2 separate regions of the Mus musculus genome follow, and region 1 is linked to region 2. The links are chromatin contacts, called in public Hi-C maps. All regions are on one chromosome and are shown on one strand. The core of a region is the stretch at or near the end of the contact, and the rest is flanking DNA. Distances in the headings are between cores, read along the strand shown.

The links. A called contact is a pair of places that touch in the nucleus more often than the background predicts.
Region 1: a Hi-C map of cortical neurons shows a contact between it and region 2, with 11 times the contacts expected there. The contact joins two enhancer-like sites. A contact is called at or near these places in 6 of 484 Hi-C or Micro-C datasets (B cells, the N1E-115 cell line, brown adipocytes and 2 more).

Annotation. Positions count from the first base shown.
Region 1 is chr13:60,477,723-60,480,704 of GRCm38.p6, forward strand. No RefSeq gene overlaps it. Among named protein-coding and RNA genes, the nearest start is that of A530001N23Rik, 30 kb to the right of the region's middle. Within about 2 kb of position 1,444, at least 86 of the 459 cell types and tissues checked have an H3K27ac peak or open chromatin away from gene starts, as enhancers often do. A contact at or near this core is called in cortical neurons, where this site is marked.
Region 2 is chr13:58,637,551-58,640,473 of GRCm38.p6, forward strand. No RefSeq gene overlaps it. Among named protein-coding and RNA genes, the nearest start is that of Slc28a3, 28 kb to the left of the region's middle. Within about 2 kb of position 1,606, at least 13 of the 459 cell types and tissues checked have an H3K27ac peak or open chromatin away from gene starts, as enhancers often do. A contact at or near this core is called in cortical neurons, where this site is marked.

The sequences.
Region 1 (2,982 bases), core at 194-2,693, 1.8 Mb after region 2:
AAGACAATATCGGGATGATGAGGACTGCAGACTTGTAAATGAGACAGACCACTGGGCAGCTCCTTCTTTAATTCTTGTGTTTGATTCCTGTGCCTCATGAGAAAAACCGTCATCATCTTTGTTTTACAAAACTGAATGTACCTGCTGCCTGTAACATAATGTTTTAAAGAGTATCTTGTGGCGTGACTCACCTGGCTAATTAACATATATAGTGTGCCTTGTGTTGCTTTCTATTTGTGGCGAGAACATGTAACACACGGGTTCCTTAGCATTTTCCAAGAACACATTACAGAGCTGGGTATGACTCCATGGCAAAACATTTGCTTAGCGTATTCTTAGTTCCAGGGTCAAGAACTGAGAACAGAATGTTGTCCAGGTAAGGTAGTACAAACCCACTAAAGGAGGGCTCCTTCTGGTTACAAGGGGGGCATCTCTGGCCTGCGTGGAGACCTAACATTTCGGTTAGCCTGTGTCAATCACCTAGCCAAGGGACCACCCTTCAGGAAGGCCATGTCACCCCTGGGATTCCCAAGATCCCACCCCTAGCTGCATGTCGCTTTATAAGTCTATCTGCTTTCTGAATCATTCAGAAAATCCTAGCTTCCCCTCCTCATTTCTGTCTCATGTCTTAGGATGCTTTGCCAGCACTTTGGGCTTCTTCAACATTGTGGTCTGCCTTACTCTTTTTCTAAAGCCTCCCTCTCTGCCATGTGGCTGCTTGTCCACATGGCCAACCGTGGTTTTCCCTTTCTCTCCTCAAGTCTTCTCCTCTCTGAAGATGCAGAGGTGACAGCTTGCCTGCTCGAAAGGGATGCTCTCTTAAACCCTGGTAAAACTGTCTCAAAGCCGTATGTGTTCATCCATTCTTAAAGTTTTAAAGGTTTTGAAAACCATGCGCAGGGCTATTTTGCCTGGATCTGTGTCTCTGTCTCACTTCAGCGTTTGGTACGCACAGGGGCTAGAAGAGGGGTCAGAGCCCTTGGAATCTGAGTTACAGACAGTTGTGAGCCATTATACACGTACTGAGACTCAAACCTGGATCCTCAGCTCCCAGTGCTCTTAACCACAGAGCCACTTCCTCGGCCCCCTTTTAAATTATTTTATTAAAGAGACTAAACGCCCCAAAGTACCATCTGGTAACCAAAGAGAGGCTTCCCAAATGCCAGTAACAATAGTTGGACACACCATACTCCTTACCACAGTCTTCGAGTTACCATGCGCAACGGTTCTGTTCACATGTTCACATGTAAGATTTCCATACTCGCCACTGATTTTCTGAACATCGGTGAACTCTAAGGGTATTCCTGAATGTAGTCTGGGAGAAACCGAGTCATCATTACACTTTGACTTTATAATAAGAAATCAAACTTCTGGGGCACCTGCTCTGCAGGACCATCGTCCATCTCCGATTTATAATACTGTTGTCCATAAGATGGGGCCAAAGAGCCACAAAGCGTAACACCCCTCTGGAAGAACCAGGCTGCTTCAAGGGCTAAATCCCTCCATTTTCTGGAAAAAAAAAAATGTGACAGAGATGGGGTGGGGCGGGGTGGGGGACCCCTGAACTTGGCTCCCGTGGGTCTGTCTGTCTTTCCTGTTTCTACCACCCAACTGACAGTCCACAAGGGTGAAAATGGATACGGAAACTGTTTCACCTGGAAGGATTTCTGCCAATTTTTTAAACACAGAGAACCACAGAGAAAGTAAACGAAGAGGCTCCAATGCGCGAACAACTGTCAGTGGTATTTACGAGGGAATAAAGCTCCGGCCATCACAAAAACCCAGATTGCCAGAGCTCTTGATCGCCGGTTTTAATCAAAATGCAGCCAGCTGCCTGTGTTTAATGTTAATTGTGGAGTTCTGTATCTCAGCCAATCACTGCACTTCTGAGCTGGCACCGTGACAAAAACAAGCCAGACACCAAATTCTTATCCTGACTCATTTGGCTGAGGTGGGGTAGGGTGGGGTGGGGAGGGGTGGGGTGTAAATCACTTACAGGTCTGGTCAGTGTTGGTATGAAGGACTTAGCTGGTTTTGTAATGCTAAACAACCTCTATGCCTGACATTTTCTTTCCGTCTTCAAGATGCACCTGCAGTGCAGTTAGAAACCTACAGAACCCGCAGTTCGCACTTCCTGCTACCAAAAGGCCATGTAGCATCTTCGTGAGATAATGTTTTTATGTTGGGGTCCACTATTGCCCAGAGAAGCTGCTTTGCTTTGTAGCTTCCTCTACTCCCTGACCAGTGCCCTGGGTTGTAATTTAGAGAAGTTTCCCTTTTCTCTCAGATTGCTTAACACTCCAAGCACCCAGCCAATCCCCACCCCCACCCCCACCCCCACCCAGCGGGAGGGGTACCTCTGGTCTGGAAGGTAAGCAATGCAGATGAGCTGGAGTGAATGGAAATGTCCAGCAAGAAAAATAGAACCCCTTTCCAACTTCCCACAGTCCTGTCCTCTCTCCTCATCTCCATAAATGGTTGGTGAAATAGATGTCTTCCTGACAGTCTCTAAAGGAGCTGCGGGTTTCTAGAGTTACCTCAGGCACGTGGTGAGTGCACAACGAAACCTTCTACAGCCTTGAGCCGGACTCAAAGAGATCTGACAATGCAAAGACAGTGTCAGTGATTGGCCGCGATGCTTAGCAACTAGTTTGTCCCTCTCTGGTCTTTTACATATAGACTGTAGTTAATATTTAAACAAATGTAAGCAGACCCACGGGTTGATTAAATTAAGTCTTCTCCAGCTCGATTTACATAACTTGCAGTAATCAGAACGGGGAGAGAGAGAAAGTGGAACTGGGCAGAGAGGTACACTTTGCAGTCGTTTGGAATCAGGAGTAATTGCAGCGAGCTTCTAAGTTCTGCTGTTATTGAAGGAAGGCCCAATTGGCTGAGGCTAACTGTAATCTCAAAATATTAACAGATGTGAGTTGCTGAGCTGGCAAGTTAAAGTCTTAGATAAACAAGCAGGAAAATTATAAA
Region 2 (2,923 bases), core at 356-2,855:
TCACTTTGTTTGACGCAGGGCGCCGGACTCCACTACAGTGAAACCTCTTCTGGGAATGTTTTTGGACCATCCCTCAAGTTTCAATTTATGGATATTAGACAAAGATGCAAAATAAGACCCTGAGTGGAAAATAATGGCTGTAACTGATACCTTCTGGCTCCTGATTGTCTTCTTTCCTCCTTACAGTCAAGAGTCAGAGGGAGAAGCCGGGCTCTTGGGGACTGCATACTATGTGAAAGCCCAGGAGGGAAAAGCAAAATTGTATCAACAGGGCAAGCATGCTCAGAAAGGGCGTGAGGCCCCAGAGCCCAAGCAAGTAACCTGCACTGTGGACAGCTGGGGGGATTAATCATAGCCACCTGAATGAGGCTCTGATCTTTTGCAGGTAGCTCCCCAAGGGCAGTTATGAATACAGTCACAAATAACAAACTTACTTTAAATGTTAATGAGATTTTATTTATTTATTTATTTATTTATTTATTTATTTATTATAACTTGATTGTGTGGTTCTCAAGTGTGAATTTCTCAATGATAATGCTATGTGGTTATGCAGTCTCAGAGACAAGACCAGCCACCCAGCCAGGAGTGGTGGTGCACACTTTTAATTCCAATACTCTGGAGGCAGATGTAGGAGGATCTTTGTGAATACCAGATCAGCCAGAGATACACAGGGAGAAGAACATGTCTCCAAAGGAGAAAAAAAGTGTATATATAAAAAGTATATATCTTTAGGATACATATGTGTGTGTGTATATATATATATTTTTTTCTTTAAATGAATTTTGTGTGCCCCTGAGCCACATTCCCAAGATACACATGATGTATATGCAAACATTCTAAACGCAGAAAGGAAGAAAGAAAGAAAGAAAGAAAGAAAGAAAGAAAGGAAGGAAGGAAGAAAGAAAGGAAGAAAAGCATGCTGGTCCCAAAAACTTCAGATAAAGGTTACTCCACCCTCTGGAGTCTGGGTGGAGATCTCTAAGCTCATGTCTCCCCAGTCCTGGGCAGGATAAAGATGGCTGTGTGTGGTTTCCTTAGACTGAGCTGTGGTACCCAAGCTGACTGGAAACTGGAAATAGAGGCTTGTCACCATCTACCTATTGCTCATGCTCACATTTCTCCAGGCTTGTCTCAAAGATGTCTTTTTATGTTTTGTTTTATGTCTAGACTTTGATGTCATTTCCTGATTTCTCCCAATGCAGGCAGCTGCAGAAGTGTCCTGATGGGATTGGGCATTTAAACATAGCAGGAGACAGGTTTCTCTCTTTTTAAAGCACCAAACAAATACCAAGCCTGAGAAGCAGAACAATAGAAATCCTTATAGATCTTGAGCTGGAGAGTCCTGAAGGATACTTAGTTACTGTTTCCAGTAATGAACAAGACAATTATACCGTTTCCGCAGACTCTGCTGTGGTCCCCTAGGGAGGCTGCAGATTGAGACTAAATGTTCATTAGTTCTCTGGTGCTTGGGCTTAGGCCAGGGTCCTCCAGCAATGAAAAGCAGAAAGGAGTTCTTGTGGACCCAGTTCCACTACTGTCTCTGCAGCCCTATTCACTGTGTCCATGTCGTGGGCTGCTCATGGATGCTCCAGCAGATGGCGCATACTTATGAACAGTCCAATTTTCTTCCTAATGGGCTCATGCCAGCTCTGCTTGCTGACACGGCACACAATTTAACAGAGCATTAGAGATGGAGTTATTGGACTGGTGAGATTGCCACCTGGCCTGATGACCTGAATTCTACCCCTGAGACGCACATGATAGAATAAAAGCACTGACCCTGACAGTTGTCCCTTGACCTCCACAGATGTGCCACGTCATCCACGCACACACTCACACGCTCATGTGTGTGTGCACATACACACTCATAACAAATTAATGTAAAAATGAATGGTGCCACATTCACTATTTTTAGAAAGGATTTATTTTTATTTTATGTGTATGAATGCTTTGCCTGCCTGTATCTGTAGCTCATGCATGCAGTACCCATGTATACCAGAAAAGGGCATCAGATACAACCCTGAAGTTGCAGATGGTTGCCTGCCAGCTGCGGCGTGGGTGCTCAGAACCCTGTAGGAGCAGTCAGCGTCTCAGATTATAGAGTTGATGTCTTTCCCCCTTTGTTGCTTCTCTGTAGCAGGGGAGGGTTCACAAGCACGGAGTCCATCATTTGGGTGACGTCTAGATTGAAGGTCAAATTGTAAAAAGCCAGGCATTAGCAGTGCGCAGGTAGGCTCCTTCTAGAATGAAGTTCAAAGGTGCTTTCGATTAGAAAGTACAGTGCCTGGGGCTGGCGAGATGGCTTAGCAAGTAAGAGCACTGACTGCTCTTCCAAAGGTTCCGAGTTCAAATCCCAGCAGCCACGTGGGGGCTCACAACTATGGTCCATCAGTTGTAATTTCTGAAACTGCTGATAATTCTGGGGGGGGGGTCTTCGTTGAAATGTGCGTATAGGGTGTGTGAATGTATATTGGGGTATATGGCACATTTATGTGCTTTTTCTTTCTTCTCCCTTCCTTCCTTCCTTCCTTCCTTCCTTCCTTCCTTCCTTCCTTCCTTCCTTCCTTCCTTCCTTCCTTGTTTATTTATTATATGGAAGTATACTGTAGCTGTCTTCAGATACCCCAGAAGAGGGCGTTAGATCTCATTACAGATGGTCGTGAGTCACAATGCCGGTGCTGGGATTTGAACTCAGGACCTCTGAAAGAGCAGCCAGTGCTCTTAACCACTGAGCCATCTCTCCAGCCCTGGTTCCTTTCTTTATAGATCTGTGAACGTTTTGAGATGTTTTAAACATAAAGGAGAGGTTTTAAAAACTTGCAGTCTGCATGCCTCCTCTCTCCAGTTTAGTGTTCTCTTTAGAATAATTCTGAGCTTTCATTTTGAGAGAGAGAGAGAGAGAGAGAGAGAGAGAGAGAGAGAA